2 separate regions of the Sus scrofa genome follow, and region 1 is linked to region 2. Evidence: chromatin contacts called from public promoter capture Hi-C data. All regions are on one chromosome and are shown on one strand. The core of a region is the stretch at or near the end of the contact, and the rest is flanking DNA. Distances in the headings are between cores, read along the strand shown. Region 1 holds the start of ABRAXAS1 (BRCA1-A complex subunit Abraxas). Region 2 holds the start of WDFY3 (WD repeat and FYVE domain-containing protein 3).

Evidence for each region. Promoter capture Hi-C pulls out the DNA fragments that hold promoters and counts their contacts.
Region 1: a promoter capture Hi-C map of liver shows a contact between it and region 2, with 5 times the contacts expected there. The contact joins the promoter of ABRAXAS1 here to the promoter of WDFY3 in region 2. A contact is called at or near these places in 1 of 5 promoter capture datasets (liver) and 1 of 47 Hi-C or Micro-C datasets (embryonic fibroblasts).

Annotation. Positions count from the first base shown.
Region 1 is chr8:135,000,710-135,004,164 of Sscrofa11.1, forward strand. It overlaps ABRAXAS1 (BRCA1-A complex subunit Abraxas), which reads left to right and starts at 1,588. Exons shown (of 8, transcript XM_005656571.3): 1 at 1,588-1,712. The coding sequence starts at 1,626. It overlaps GPAT3 (glycerol-3-phosphate acyltransferase 3), which reads right to left and starts at 1,431. Exons shown (of 13, transcript XM_003129347.5): 1 at 1,132-1,431.
Region 2 is chr8:133,663,769-133,667,262 of Sscrofa11.1, forward strand. It overlaps WDFY3 (WD repeat and FYVE domain-containing protein 3), which reads left to right and starts at 1,817. Exons shown (of 68, transcript XM_021101795.1): 1 at 1,817-1,835.

The sequences.
Region 1 (3,455 bases), core at 338-2,837, 1.3 Mb after region 2:
GGTGGCCTGGAATACATTACATTTTATTTTTTAATCCTTTAGATCATTAGTATAGTTTTTCTTTCTTTCTTTTTTTTGTCACACCCACAGCACTCAGAAGATTCCTGGGATAGGGATGAAGCCCCATAACAGCAGTGACCCAAGCCCCAGCAGTGACAATCCCAGATCCTTAACTCACTGAGCCGTCAGGGAACTCTAGATCATTACTATCTGCAAAATACAAATTACATGACAATCTTTTCATATTAATAGAATTTTTGCAGAAATGACAGCAAGAAACACTTTTTGGGAATAAATACATAATTTTTAACACTATACGTATGTCTTCAACGTGTTAGTCAAATATGGCTGCTGCACAACAAAACTCAGAAGTATGCACTATTAATTCACTTTAGTGGTCTGATATTAATCCAATTCAGCAGCAGTTCGGGTTAGTCTGATAGTTTGCTGACTTTCGTTTAAAAACCACAGGTTTGGGGAGTTCCCATCCTGGTGCAGCGGTTAACGAATCCGACTAGGAACATGAGGTTGCAGGTTCAACCCCTGGCCTTGCTCAGTGGGTTAAGGATCCAGCGTTGCGGTGAGCTGTGGGGTAGGTCGCAGATGCAGCTCCATCCCGAGTTGCTGTGGCCGTGGTGTAGGCCGGCGGCTACAGCTCCTATCTGACCCCTAGCCTGGGAACCTCCATATGCCGCAGGAGCGGCCCTAGAAAAGGCAAAAAGACAAAAAAAAAAAAAAAGCAAACCACAGGTTTGGGAGCTCCTGCTATGGCTCAGCAGCGACGAACCTGCCTAGCAGCCGAGCGGCCCTGCCCGGTGGGTTAAGGACCCTCACCGCTGTGGCTGTGGCGTCGGCCGGCAGCTGCAGCTCGGATTCAACCCGGAGCCTGGGGACTTCCGTACGCGTGCGCGAGGCCCTAAAAAGCAAATAAAAACAAAATAACATCCGTACTTTAGAATCGTGTGTGGGAAATGGCCAAGCCTCGGTCCCCCACTCCCTCCACGCTTTCACCCTGGGAGCGGGAACAGTCTTTACACCCAACATTAAACCGTCAGAACGAGGTTAACCATCTGCGTGTTCTTCCGTCAACAAGTCCGTGAGTCAATTCTCTAAAAGCAGGAAAACACTCACAGAAACGCGCTCCCCGCCTGCGCTCGGCGGGGTGGACATCACGGGAGGCTCCGGAAGCGCCGTCCTCCGAGGCCGTCGTTAGTATTCCAGAAGTTTCTACGGGTGAAGGGGAGCATCTGGCACTTGGAAAACCACAAAGTGGCATTTCCACCGTGATATTATGTCACTAAACAACGCTTCTATGCTGCCAGCACTGTTCCCTTTTTCCGTTTTGTATATATGACAGGCTCCCTCAGGGGGCAGCGAACCGCCGAAGCGCTGGCCGTCGCCCTGGGCGGAGACGCCCCGACGCCTGAAGGCTCGTCGCAGCGCTGCGCAGCGCCTCACCCACCAGAGGGCGCCCGCGCCGCCTCGCCCGCGCCCTCGCCAGTGCGCGGGCGCAGGCCCCGCCCCCTCGGCTGGCCCCGCCCCATTGTCGCGCGGCCGCGGCCCCCGCTCTTCAGGCCCCGCCTCCGCCCCGCCCCCTTGAGCAGCGCGGCGGCGGCGGCGGCAACATGGAGGGGGAGAGCACGTCGGCGGTGCTCTCTGGTTTTGTGCTCGGCGCTCTCGCCTTCCAGCACCTCAACACCGACTCGGACACGGTGAGCCGAGCGGCGGGGCGGGAGCTGCAGTCGCCTCGGAAGAGGCCCTGCGCGCGGGCCCCTCGTGGCCGCCTTGGCCCGGGTCCCGCCCGCGGGCTCCCCGACGACGGCGACGGGCCGGCCCTCTGCCCCCCGAGCCGCCCTCTCAGCCCCTGGGCGGCCCCGGAGCTGCCGCCCGCCCTCTGACCCTTCCTCTGGTCGCCGGCGTTCATTTCCGCGCCCGACCGCAGCGTCCCGCACGCCCCCTTGCTCTCCTGCCGCAGCTCGCCTTGTCGGGACTCACTCGGTGGAGGAGGAAGAGAGAGGTCGCGGGGGTCCTGTGCCCCGCCGGGAAGGGTGCGGGTTAACGCTCTCCTAAGACCCCCAGGGGTTTTCCCACCACTCTTGTTTTTTTCCTGCAGAACAGCTACTGTGCACGTTTGTTGAAAGGGTCGGCGGGTAAGGGAATGAGAAGCGGTGCATCCAGTGGCTATTTGGGGAGAAGTCTTAGATGAAAAAGATTAACGTGCTTAGAGGGTATCTTTGACTTTTGTTGGCATTGATAGCAAATGTGTTATATTGTGAGGCCTCAGCTAGTTCCTTGTGAGATGCTTTCCGTTAAAATTTAAGTATTTAAGTTTGTCTTCACATATTAGGTATTTAAATGCTTATTCCTTTTGCCCGTTCAAAACCTCTGGATGAAGTAGTGAAGGACTTTTTAAAAACACAGTGCTGGGAGTTCCCGTCGTGGCGCGGTGGTTAACGAATCCGACTAGGAACCATGAGGTTGCGGGTTTGATCTCTGCCCTTGCTCAGTGGGTTAAGGATGCGGCGTTGCCATGAGCTGTGGTGTAGGTTGCAGACGCGGCTGGGACCCCGCATTGCTGTGGCTCTGGCGTAGGCCGGTGGCTACGGCTCCGATTAGACCCCTAGCCTGGGAACCTCCATATGCCGCGGGAGCGGCCCAAGAAATATCAAAAAGACAAAAACAAAACAAAACAAAAAAACCACAGTGCTTATTTTTTAAAGCTTTTGTTTTTACATTTTTCTATCTTTTTTTTTTTCTTTTTTTTTTTAGGGCTGCACCCTTGACGTTTGGAGGCTCCCACGCTAGGGTCAAAACGGATCTGTAGCTCCTGGCCTACGCCACAGTCACAACAACACGGGATCCTCGCTGGTCTGCGACCTGCACCACAGCTCATGGTGATGCTGGATCCTTAACCACTAAGTGAGGCGAGGGATGGAACCTTCGCACTCATGGGTACTAGTCAGATTTGTTTCCACTGAGCCAGGATAGGAGCTCCTTTTATGAAATTTTAGACTGAAACTTTGAGCCTGAGTAGTGTCTTAGAGTGAGTGCTTAGTAATTGGCTGATACAGTTTAGAGAGTCTCATACTGAACAAAGCTGGTCATTTCTTTGTGCCCTTCGTTTTTATAATAAAGGGCTGTCTTACCCAAAATGGGTTGGAATTGATCATTTCCATGTATGTAATTTTAAATAATCTTGTACATTAACACCTAGCAAAGAGCAAACACAGGATAATTTAAAATGTATGTGGGAGTTCCCACCATAACTCAGTGGAACCGAATCTGACCAGTATCCATAAGGACACAGGTTTGACCCCTAGCCTCACTCAGTGGGTTAAGGATCTGGCAGTGCCGTGAGCTGTGGTGTAGGCCAGGGGCTGCAGCTCCAATTCGACCCCTACCCTGGGAACCTACATACACTGCAGGTGCGGCCCATTTAAAAAAAAAAAAAGTAT
Region 2 (3,494 bases), core at 567-3,066:
GACATATTCTTTTCAAACAACTTGAAACTGTTACATTTTTATAATAACCTAATTTTACATTTGAACTTAAAAAAATTACTCACTCTGAAGTAGAGTATAAAACTACATTTTAAAACATTTCTCCCCAGATTTGGCCTATTGAAAGGAATAACCACTGAACACATCTAGCCATCTTATTCTGAAAGGACAAGGTGCCTTTTTTTAATAGCCACTGTGCCAAAGGGGCGGAAGCTGTGATTCTTCCCCCAAAGTGATCACATATAATGTGCCCTGAATATTGACTCTTGAAACACTCCATGAGCGAATCCTTACAAATGGGTCCCTTTGCCAAAGACCAAGTGGCTAAAAAGGAGCAAACAACAAGTCTAGCTTGCTTCATCTTTATTAGAGGAAATCCACAGACCTCTGTAGATTGCAGCGTTAGGGAAAACATGTTTGTCATTAGAATGATGATATTACCACTTCCCCACTCTAAGCCTGTTTAAGGGAGTCCACCTCGTAACTGCTGACTCAGTTTGCCTCCATTGCCAGAACTAAAGCATGCTCCCGATTGTCCGCTGGGTTGATTTGGAACGAACACCAGAGGGGCAAACTGAGGATCACTGAGCAGTTCTAGGTTACCAAAGCGTGCTAACTGGGTCTAGATACTGTGTGAGTTAGGACTGCCAAGGTATAAATAATGCCATTTACATGAAGGAGAAAAAAAAAAAAAAAAAAAGGCGGCCAGTTCAAGGTCACGGAGAGAAGGCAACCGAGACTGGGCTCTTCAACCCCTCGGTTCTTTGTCGGGTCAGAGCCAAACACGACACCAGCCAGGAGTTTCAAAGGTGCGCAGTACAACCGCGAGCGTGGGCAGTCCTTCTGTACACCAGCCGGAGGAGCAACTTGAAGCAGCCCCGCTCCCTCCACCGCGGTCTGACCCTCCCGCAAATGGGCGCGGGCTTGAGGAGGGCGGAGCGCAGGTGTTCTCCCAGCTGAGTCTTCGGAGGCAGTGGAACCCAGCACCGCGGGACGAGAGGAAAACGGGAGCAGCTGAGGGCAGGACCAGCAGAAGGAAGCAAGCCGGGGCGTGTGCCTCGGGCAGGGAAGCGGGCCAGGGACAAGAGGGCACGGGGGCTCGCCTCTGGCTCAGAGCATCGAGCGCCCGCTGCCTGCAGAAGCGGGTGGACCGGCTCGTAGGACAGAGGGGAAAGCGGGAAGCCGAGGGCAGGGAAGGAAGTCGGGAAAGAGGAAGGAAAGGCCGGAGGGTTAAGAGGAAGAGCGGTTGCAATTTCTGCGGCCGGCGCGGTAGGAGGAGCGGGCGGGGAAAGAGGAGGATCCAGAGCCAGTCAGTCAGGCGGCCCGCGGGAGGAGGAGAAAGCGGGAGGAGCAGCAGCAGCGGCAGGAGGAGGAGGAGGATTAAAGATGGCCACCGACAGCTGCGGGAGACGGCGGCAGCCCCGCACTGGCCGGGATGCTGCCCGCGCGGCGGCCCGGCCTTGATGGAGAGCAGAGGCCCGAGCAGCGCCGAGGCTGAGGCGGCGGCGGCGGCGGGGACCCAGCGAGGAGGAGGACGCGGGCGAGCAGGGAGCCGGGCCGGAGAAGGGAGAGGCGGCGGCGTCGCTGCTCCGGCCGCCTAGCGCCGCGGCCGGGCCCCGGCCGACCGGCTCCCGCACCCCGCGGCCGCAGCATCGATCCCGGCCCGAAGCCCGGGCCCCCGCAGCGGGGCTCCCGGGCCCCGCCGTGGACGCCGCGCCCGCCGCCCCCTCCCCGAGGCCAGCGCGCCCCCGGCGTGGAGCCCGGCCGGCCGCGGTCCGCCCGCCCGGCCAGGCCCGCCCGCGCCCCCCCGCCCTCCGGTGAGTGCCCCCGGCCCGCGCGCCCCCGGCCCCCGGCCCCCGGCCCCCCGGCCAGCCCCGCGCCCGGCGCGCCGCGGCCGCTTTGTTCGGGCAGGGCGGAGGCGCTGCCCACTCGCGGCCCTGCGCCCGCTGCCCCTGGGGACAGGCCGAGGCCCAGCTGCCGTCCTCCCCCGGGACCGCGCTGCCCGGGAGCCGCCGCCGCCGCCTCCGGGGAGGGCGGCCTGGCCTGTGTCCTCCACCGCGGCCTGGAGAGGGCGCTGTCGCGGTCGGGTCGGGGTCAGGGTCAAGGGCTGCGGGCGATGGGGAGCGACGCTGGGGTGTTTCGGGGGGTGGGGGAGCGGAGGGCCGGACGCTCCCTCCTGCTGCGAGCAGTGGGGGCGTAACCAGGCGATCCGGGCATCAGGGTCCCGTGCGGGCCTCTCCGCCAGACCCCGCGGGGTCTCGGGTCCCAGAGCCCCCCGCCCGCGGCGCAGCCGAGCGAGGCCTCCATCCCTCGGGCGCTGTCTCCGCGGCTGCGGGCCTCCCCGGGCTGATTCCCGAGCCCTGCTTCCCCCCCCGCCCCACGCCCTGCGCTGGAAACCTGGGTTTGTGGAAGCAACCCAGAGATGCTCCTGCGGAGAGTGTTTGCTCTTTTATTCCCTTGCACGAGGATGTGGTGGCCTCGCAAGCATTCACGGTTACCGGGGGTGTAAACAGCAGATGTGACCTTTCCGACCAAAAGCCATTCGGTCCGGGGTTTGATCCTCAGGTGTAGCGTTTCTTGATTTTTTTTTTTACTATCGAATTGTGAGATTTCTCATAAGGTCTCCCTTTCACGGAAATTATCTGATAAAACCAATTGAAAGGATGTTTACTATGTATGGGAACCCTTGCTTCGACTTCCAGTGCCTTAAAAAATGATTGTTTCCTGTGGGAAAATGGTGTTAATGCTTTTACAAAAAACTGTTTTGTGTTTTTTTTTTTTTTTTTTTTTTTTTTCCCGTAACGGCTTGAGTTGGTTAGTGCCAAGTGGTTATTGTAGTCTGAAAACCAAACAATTAAAAAAGAGAAAACGTTTTGCGTCTAGATAGCAGAATATTTGCAGGTTGGAATTCTTTGATAGCAGGTTTGGAACAGTTTCCACCATCAGACGGTGTAACAAATAACACAAGACAGACCCAGTAATATGTTGATTAAAAAAAACCCAGCAACTAGATATGGTAGTAGTGCATAGGTTTAGAAAAATATGTCTTGCTTAAGAAGAAAAATAAAACTTTAATAAACTCTAAGCATAGAAATTAGTTTGGTATGTTTTTTTAAAAAAATATATTTAAAAATACATATTGCGCTGGACCTACTTGAAGACTCTTCTTATGATATTTGAGCATTAGTGGTGCATGTTACACCCTGAACCTTCATTCTCAGGTTGGTAGAAATATAGTTTTCTCCTAGGAGTGTGTTTTTCAGAGTTGAAATCAATTCATGTAAAAAAATGTTTCTAATTTAAAATTTGTGCAAAAAGGAGATATGAGTTAGAAACATGATTCTGGTCCTACTTGCAAAATCTGTTTTTAAAAGGAGTAAATGGCAGGGTAATATTGCAATATCACTTGGATTCTCTACTTTGACGATTCTTTTATTTATTTATTTATTTATTTTTTGTCTTTTTGCCATTTCTTG